Linked DNA regions of Sus scrofa: regions 1 and 2 are each linked to region 3. Evidence: chromatin contacts called from public HiChIP or PLAC-seq data. All regions are on one chromosome and are shown on one strand. Each heading gives the region's core, a stretch centred on a gene start, on an enhancer-like site or on the middle of the called end of the contact. The rest is flanking DNA. Distances are from core to core; before and after follow the strand shown. Region 1 has its middle 190 kb from the start of LPP. Region 2 has its middle 160 kb from the start of LPP. Region 3 overlaps LOC106508008 (a long non-coding RNA gene).

Region 1 (2,700 bases), core at 71-2,570, 180 kb after region 3:
AAACAAAAGTTAGCTATCATAATAACCATAATCATAATGTTGTCAGCATTTGGTCTATCTTAAGTCTTTCCTTCCACACAGCCTTCTGTAACCTCCCAAACAACAACTAGTTCTACTTCTTTTGAAATCTCCCTGTACTCTGGCTATCCTCGTCTTATGCATAGTTTTAGCGTGATTTTCCCACTTAATCTGTCTCCTTCCTTGGAAGCAGAAACTGATCTACCTCTGAATACTTTGACTCATCTAAAAATGAATCACAGGTACACCGTAAAGATTTCTTTTATTCAGTGTTCCTCTGGATGGAGGGCCAAAGAAAGTCGATGGTGAGCCTGAGCTGCTTGGGAATAACTGGTCTCTCCAGAATTGAGACAGAGCAACTCACCCTTGGATTCTGCCTACGTGGATACACAGCACAGCCTGGGCAGCCAAAGGGACCAATAGGACAGCTCAGTGAACTTTGCCCTCATGCCCTATTATCCTACTTCCCAAAGCCTGGACTAGTGCTATTCCTGGTGACCAGAAAGAACAGGGGAAGTGAGTAGGAAAAAGAAAGTGCTGCATTTACCACTGGCAATCTGCTCAGGAAGTGGGAGAATGGGAAGGGAAGAGGTCCTATTTTCTGAGACTTGGGGAAGGCAAATGAGAGTGGGAGAGAAATGATCTTTGGCTTATATTCTTCCAAGCTCAAAGGGAAGATGCTGCCCTCGTACATGGAATTGATTAGGGAAATCCTAGATACACGGAGCTCCACAGCTTGCTGTGGGTGAACTCAGAGGTCATCCCAGCTTTCTGATTCATCCAAATTGCAAGCCTTGGTCGGCAGGCAAACTCTTCTGCCCCAAGCTTTACCTCGTTTGAAACTTTCCCTGTGTTGCTATTTTGGCCAGAGCTAAAGCCTGGCCTCAGAACTCAGCGGCTCTAGGCTGTAGGTCAGTTCACTCACAGTGGCTGTCCCCTCTGAATTCCAATCTGAAGAGACAGGCTGGCCAGTCCTGTACCTCCCAGGAGTCTAGATTTGAAGGGAGCCCCTGAGATCATGCAGGTTAGTCTAACTCTGGCCCAGCGAGGGAGGGTCACACCACTGGACAGCCGAATGCAGAGATCTGGCCCCCCCAGTCCAGTGCACTTTCCACTCACCCAAGAAGCCCCCACTGGCTGTTCAATTCAAGGACATAACCCACAGAGAAAGGAGGAGATTGTGAAATGCTTCCACTAGAAGTCCAGGGCTGGCTGAAAGCCCAGTAAGTTCTCTCCCACCTCCTAACCCAGTCACTTTTCAGCAGTTTTTCATCCCACTCGTTCGTGCTAGCCCTCTTTTCTATGAGGTCAAGGCCTGGCTTCCAATGAGCAGCTCCGAGAGCAGCCGTGCTGACTTCTGCTCGGACCTTCCGGGACAGCTCCGCTGGCAAGACCTTTCCATTGAGCAACCACCTTGTGCAAACTGACTCTTCCTTGCCCTCCAGTATTACTCGGCAACTCTGCGAAACAGTAACCTGACGGTTTATTTTTATTTCAAGCTTGCGATTGAAAAGCTGGCTGTGTATTTTTTCTTCTTTCCCTTGAGGAAGTTACTAGGGACCCGGGGGACTTTTGGTCTTCAGCTCTTGACAACTAACTCGACACGCCCCCAACTTTTGCTAGCCCCCAGTCTGTACCAGGTGACACAGGACATGCCAAGGAGGGAAAAGGAAATCCCTCCAGAGGGAAGATACCCCCTAAATGGAGACTTGCCTCTCACTCAACACCCAACTGCTCAACCCCAGGGCCACCAACCGACTCATGCTTCCACCGCATTCTGGGTCATTATCCCCCATTTGTTCTGCAGCTGTATCATGCACAAAGCATTTTAACCTCATCAAATGTGGTGTCTAGGACCTCCCAGAGGGGCTGTCAAGGCAGCTGTTTATGTTAGAGCAGAGACAACCCTATATAGTTATGTAGGTATCTGAGCAGGACTGACTACATTTACAAAGAGAGCAGCATAGTCATCCTCCTGACTCTGAGTCCTTTGCTCCTTGTGATCTTTCTTCTCCCAACTACTCTCCTTATTCTCCATCCTGCATAGTTGGCTAAAAGGAGCTTCCTGGATCACCATTTTTCTCCGACACCTCCTGCATTCACAAAGCTTCAGACACTCCTCCTGCCTACAGGATAAACTTCCAGTGACTTGGCTGGTCTTTAAAGGCCCTTCCCAGTGGGACTCAAAAGCGTTCCTTCAACATTAGTTACACTGCTTCTGACTGGCGTGTCTCACTGAATTTCCTACAATGTCCTCTGCACTTTTTAAAACTTTGGGCCTTGGAGTTCCCGTCATGGCTCAGTGCTTAACGAACTCGACTATATCCATGAGGATGAGGGTTTTATCCCTGGCCTTGCTCAGTGGGTTAAGGATCCAGCATTCCCATGAGCTGGGTGTAGGTCACAGGTGCAGCTCAGATCCCACATTGCTGTGGCTGTGGCATAGGCCAGCAGCAACAGATCTGATTCAACCCTTAGCCTGGGAACCTCCATATGCCACAGGTACAGCCCTAAATAGACAAAAGACAAAAAACAAAAAACAAAAAACCCACATACTTTGGACCTTAATCCTCTGGCTGCTCCGGACCTCATTCCCCACACTTCAACCCAGGCCTGCCCTTTAAGATGCTGCTTCATTAAGGGATACCTCCTGCTAGAAGTTTCCCCTGGATACCTGGATAC
Region 2 (2,700 bases), core at 7-2,506, 210 kb after region 3:
CATGACGGGAACTCTGAGAAGGGGAAAGTTTTAATGACAGGTTACTTGGACCAAACCAATCTGCCCATTCTACCCAGCTATTTCTCCATCACCTTTGACCTGGCCTACCCTATTTGATCACTACACTGCCTGTATTATGAATCAAGCTTAATTTGGCATCAGCGCAGACTCATCATCAGAAAATCTTGAAATTTTGTGGAAGCCATCCATGAAATGCTGGTATTGACTATGTGTGGAGAAAATTTATTTGCAGCTTGGCATTAGGTGATAGGACACCAGCAAGCAAGTGGGCCTTTCCAGGCAGCAAACATAGGAAAAGGACAATCCCAAACCAGGTTCAGTCCTACACAGGGTCTTACTGAGAGGGCTTCAAGTCCCAGAAACACAGCATGTCAGAGACCTTGGACCAACCACCTTATTTGGAGATGGGGAGACAGGCCCTCCAATCAAGGAAGTGACTGTGTCCCAGGTCACATAGCCAGTATGTTGCTGAACTGAGGCTAGAGGCCAAAATGCCCACTGACACTTTGAGGACTATCCTTGCCCTTCAGGCTTTCAGGAATGGGTTTACTGAACAATGTGGACACATTCTCGTGGGTCTCTGAAGGTTGCAAGGTCTAAGTGTTCTTAGGCTCTTGAAGCAACAAACCAGAAAACTCTGCCAGGGCTTTGGCTCTCAGAAAGTGGCAGCTCAGTGCTATGGAAATCTGGACTCTCCTCCCAGCTCAGACATGAATCCCTGTGTCTCATGGGCTTTGGCTCCAAACTGAAGCCCCTTTGTAGCCCAGGAAGTTTCGAAAGCGTGCTAGAAATGGAGGGAAATGAAAGCAGCATTCTGTTTTCAGGAGCTTCCCAATAAGCACAGTGTCAGTGTCCTGCATGCATTCAAAACCCACCTCTTTCTTTAGAGCTAGGTATATGTGGATCGGGAGACCCACACCTGTCTACCAGAAGCTGACATCAGTAAGACCTGGGCTATGTGTGTGGAGGGCAGGGCATGTAGATTTAATTAGCAGGCTGAAGCTCTTTTCTGACTTTTTATATAAACTCCAAATTGCTAATCCTCGAGGAAATGTCTCTAGACAACTTGTATTTTGTCACTTCTTATTAGTATCAGTGTTCTGAAAAGTACATGGGCGTGTTCTATTACACTCCACAGAAGAAGACATGGAGGCACAGGTCCTAGTCATGGAGCAAAACCCGGGAATGGCAGTCACTGTGAAATCCAAGACCAGGCACGGCTGCTGTTTCCCAGGAGGAGCATAAGGGCATGGCCTCAAGAAGTGAATTCGGGTGCCAATGTCTTCCAGGCCAGCCTGTGTTGTTATTTTGCTAGAACGCTTGCTATATCATCTGTCTCCTCTTTGTCAATGCCATCCTTCTGGGACAATATTCTCTACCCCGTGCCCTGTCTCCACCACCTTCCCTCCAACACACACACACACACACACACACACACACACACACACACACACACACACAAATTACTCCATACATTTTTTTCAGCACTTAATAGTTTAAGTGCTATTTCTTCAAAGCAGCCCTTCCTTACCACCACCACCCCCAAAACATGTCCCCCTCTTCCATGGTCTCTCACACTACCTTCCTTCCCTTTTGAACACTCTCCAAGTTTGCAAACATCCACTGAATTGTGACCATCTGATATGGGTCACTAATCTCTTTGGTGGTAGAGGCTGTCCCTACTTTTTACTCTCTGTTGTACCCCAAACCCTCTAGCCTAGCACCTGATATCAAGGAAGGAATAAAAGGAGTGAATACAGGAGGATTGATGAGTCAGCATAAAAACATAAATACTCAAATCTTCAATAATTCTCTGTCATTAGTGGGGCTTTAAAACTTGTCTCAACCATTCAACAATGCCCCAACATCTACCAATCCATGCTATTCTCATCACCCATCTCCACAGCCCCCATACAGGGTCTGCTCATAGGTGATGCTCAGAAAAACGGAGTGATTAAATCAAAGGATCAAGCATTTCCAACAGGACATAAAGTTTCTCAAGAGCAAGATGCCTCTATTAACCACTCTGGTGCTGTGCTTCACACATGGTAAGTATTCAGCCAGGAGTTGACTTTTATGCCATACTCCCCCAGGGATGATGGAGCAATAGATGCGAAAATGTAGTGGAAGTAGTGTGAGCTTTGAAATCATTCAGATATACCTGCTTTGTGATCTTGGGAAAATGGCTTAACCTCCTGATCCTCATGTTCCCCATCTGAGGATAATACCACTGCTAAGGTGTTATTTTGAGGCCATCCTAAGGCCATTGTTACGGGAAATGGATGCCAAGGCTTTTGGCATTTGCCTGGTGCCGCAGGGGTTCCCCACCCACATTAGTTCCTTTTTTTCCTTTCCTTTCTGGGAGTCAGAGTCTGGCCAGCTTTACTTCTCCCTCAACCTCCTAGGAAGCAAACAGTGGTAAAGGAATTGGAACAGAGGCTGAGACCCATTCTCTTGTTCCAATCTGACCAGCAGATGGCAATACCCATGCCCTGTGGCTCCTACCCAAACCCTTTCCATCCTGATGGAGGGGAAGGTGACAGGAATAGGCTCATAGGATGACTCAGCTCCAGTGACTAAAGTGAGGAGGTGGTGGTGGTGGGAAGGCATGGGGGCTGGAGCGGAAATGAGTGAACCATATCTGATGAAGGATGTCTCCAAGATAAAGGGGCTTGGCCC
Region 3 (2,700 bases), core at 151-2,650:
GGTGGCCTGGGTGGTCTGGGCATAGTAAGAGGTTCTCAATCACCAGTTCTGAGTAAAGATAAGCTTTGTTACAAAATAAAATAGCTTGGCCCTAATATTACTTCTAGTTAAGAAGAGGAACAGATTTTTGCCTCCAGTTCCCCTCATGAAACCTTGCCCACAGTTCAGTCATCTCTGAAAAGGAAACTATACTTGGAATAAACACTGTCATGGCCTATTTCTAAGGGGCTCCAAACCGGAAATGAGTTTCACCTGTCAGGAGCTTTTGGCACCTTGGTAGATCTTTAAACTTTCACATCACAGAATTATAGATTGTGGAACGGGAAGGATCCCTGCAGATCTATGACTCAACTCCTGGAGGCTTCCTTCTTTCAAGAGGACAGGACAGCCCTCACTGAGGCATGTGGGACCCCAGGACACAACTGAAAACAGATCTTTGTGGTGTAATGGTTTTGTGTCATTTTAGAGAATCAGGGTGATCTGACTACCTGGATTTGGAGGTGAGTATCTTGTTTTCTGGCAGAACTGAGGAAAGGAAGGCTGCTTTGGGCTCTGTGTAAATCGTAAGCCAGTTCTCGGAACAAACTTCAAGTCCCGATGAATATTGGGCTTGGAGGGTCATTTGGGACTTGGTTATGCTTGTCACCCCTGCTACAGCACTCAACACTATTTGTGAAGGATAAGGGAGATCTTATTTATCCATTCGTTTTATTTCAAATCTTTTACTTAGAGCTATTGTAAGCGAGCTCCCTATATTATCTTTAGAGAAAGAAAGAAATTTTCTTGGTATGATTTAGAGAAATTGAGCAGAAACTTTTGAGACATTAAAAAAAATAAGGAAGATGATTTCCAGCCACTACCTTCAGAAAAAGAAGTGTCAACGTTTAATTTTGATCCATATGCTGCCTGCTTTCAGCCTGTATTAATTCTGAGCCTTTTTTTTTCTTTAGAAACCTTTTCAGCCTAGCTCAGAGTTTTCCCCCAAAACACTGATTTTTTTTTCCTACACTTTTCTCACTTATTTAAAATGGAAATAAATATCAGGAGCTTAAAATAGAGAAGCGATGGGGGTGCATAATCATTTGTTTATTGCCTTCAATCACTGTTTTGAATAACAGGGTTTTCACTTCCTATGAAACCTTAGCATGAGGGAAAGCAGCAGCTGGACCAGGAGGGAGATGCAGGGAGGAAAGCACTTGAGTGTTTGTCAACTCAGGGTGTCTGGCCCACCCTCCCGCCAGGCTGCCTTACTTAGCTGTCTTTACTACCTAAGGCTAGAAGTGGAAAAACTTGATTTGCGTGTTGTGCCTGCATTTTTTTTTTTTCCTTCTCCACACCGCCCTCTGTACACCTGACCATGCCAAAGCCTATCTGAAGCCGGCTTGACTGCAGGCAGAGCTGGAGAGCAGAAGAATGTGCAGAGGGAGGGAGTGCTCGGTACTTTTCCATTCACATCTCCACAGTGGCTTTTCTTGTTTATTTCAACCTCCACCCGCAGAACCCTTTCAGCTGCCTGAAATCCGAGTCATTAAACTGTTCCCTGAGGTCAGACCACAGATGCTTGGTGCATGTTTCCTACGTGTCCACGTCTATGTAACATATGTACATACAGAGAAATAGGCACAAACGTGTAACTCCATGGGGGCACAGTGTGAGGTAAAAGAAAAACAAAACAAAACATGGATTTCTTGCCAAAGAACCTTGGTTTCTAATTACGGTTCTGCCTGGAACTCCTTATGGGACATGGGGCGAAACCACGTGTCAGGACTCAGTTTCCTCAACAGTTTGAAGGAGTAACCCAGATGTTTTGTAGGCTGTCTCTCTATTCTAACTTTTATACTTTTATAGCTAAATACACATTTAGATAACTTTAAGGTGAGGGGGGCTGGAAAAGAGGCAAGTGTATATGTGTCCCTGAGGTGAGAGAAGGAGTTAAAATGTAAACTTCTAAGTAAAGAAGGCACTCCCAGAATCCTCACCTCTATCAATTTTTAACCAATTGTGGACCAAAGTCTGGGATTCTGCTGAGTAAGTCCAAAAGCCAACTGAAGATTTTCAATGTTAAGAGCTGGAGGAAGCCAATTCTAAGACGTTATACCTTTGATCTCCAGCATTTATAATCAGATGTGACAGTTCCCAAGCATCTTTTCTGCACTATGTTTTTTGTTTTTTTTTTCCTTCTTTTTCTGTTTGTTTTTGGAAATTGTCCCAGTCAGTGATAGGACTTGTAAGCTGGACACTCTTTAAGCCGCTAGGCTCCACATGGATGTAAAAAATATGTCATAATAGTCATAAACACACACACACACACACACACACACACACACACACGAAGAAAAAGGAGGGAAAAAAAAAAAAACCTAGAGAGAGATTCCTGGTGAGAAACTTAGAAGTACTTCAGCCGTCATCGCATTAAAGGTAATTATTTGAAGTCAGAGGAAATAACAGATGAGAAGTTTGCCCTTATTAAAATAAATAAATAAATAAATAAGCCTTGCTCTACCAGAACAAACTTGAAGGCAATGAAAGAGATATTTTCCATCAATACTTTGTATCCTTTTTAGATCTCCACTCTTTAAAAAGAAAGGTCTAAGGCCTGCTTATCTGGACAAAGAAAGTCCTTTAACAGACTTTGGCATCTGCAGGAAATAATAAAGTAACTCCTATTTATTAAACGCCAACCTCCCCACCAACTGTGCC

The links. HiChIP or PLAC-seq counts read pairs in DNA pulled down with a chosen protein or histone mark.
Region 1: a contact with region 3 is called in an H3K27ac HiChIP or PLAC-seq map of skeletal muscle. The contact joins two enhancer-like sites. A contact is called at or near these places in 3 of 5 promoter capture datasets (fetal liver, liver and skeletal muscle), 8 of 47 Hi-C or Micro-C datasets (fetal heart ventricle, heart right ventricle, liver and 3 more) and 2 of 2 datasets of contacts at active chromatin or transcription factors (alveolar macrophages and skeletal muscle).
Region 2: an H3K27ac HiChIP or PLAC-seq map of skeletal muscle shows a contact between it and region 3. The contact joins two enhancer-like sites. A contact is called at or near these places in 3 of 5 promoter capture datasets (fetal liver, liver and skeletal muscle), 8 of 47 Hi-C or Micro-C datasets (alveolar macrophages, brain, embryonic fibroblasts and 4 more) and 2 of 2 datasets of contacts at active chromatin or transcription factors (alveolar macrophages and skeletal muscle).

Annotation. Positions count from the first base shown.
Region 1 is chr13:125,586,286-125,588,985 of Sscrofa11.1, forward strand. No RefSeq gene overlaps it. Among named protein-coding and RNA genes, the nearest start is that of LPP, 190 kb to the right of the region's middle. Within about 2 kb of position 1,321, at least 22 of the 83 cell types and tissues checked have an H3K27ac peak or open chromatin away from gene starts, as enhancers often do. A contact at or near this core is called in fetal liver, liver and skeletal muscle, where this site is marked.
Region 2 is chr13:125,616,470-125,619,169 of Sscrofa11.1, forward strand. No RefSeq gene overlaps it. Among named protein-coding and RNA genes, the nearest start is that of LPP, 160 kb to the right of the region's middle. Within about 2 kb of position 1,257, at least 3 of the 83 cell types and tissues checked have an H3K27ac peak or open chromatin away from gene starts, as enhancers often do. A contact at or near this core is called in skeletal muscle, where this site is marked.
Region 3 is chr13:125,404,556-125,407,255 of Sscrofa11.1, forward strand. All of the region lies in intron 1 of LOC106508008 (a long non-coding RNA gene), which reads left to right. Among named protein-coding and RNA genes, the nearest start is that of BCL6, 16 kb to the left of the region's middle. Within about 2 kb of position 1,401, at least 33 of the 83 cell types and tissues checked have an H3K27ac peak or open chromatin away from gene starts, as enhancers often do. A contact at or near this core is called in fetal liver, liver and skeletal muscle, where this site is marked.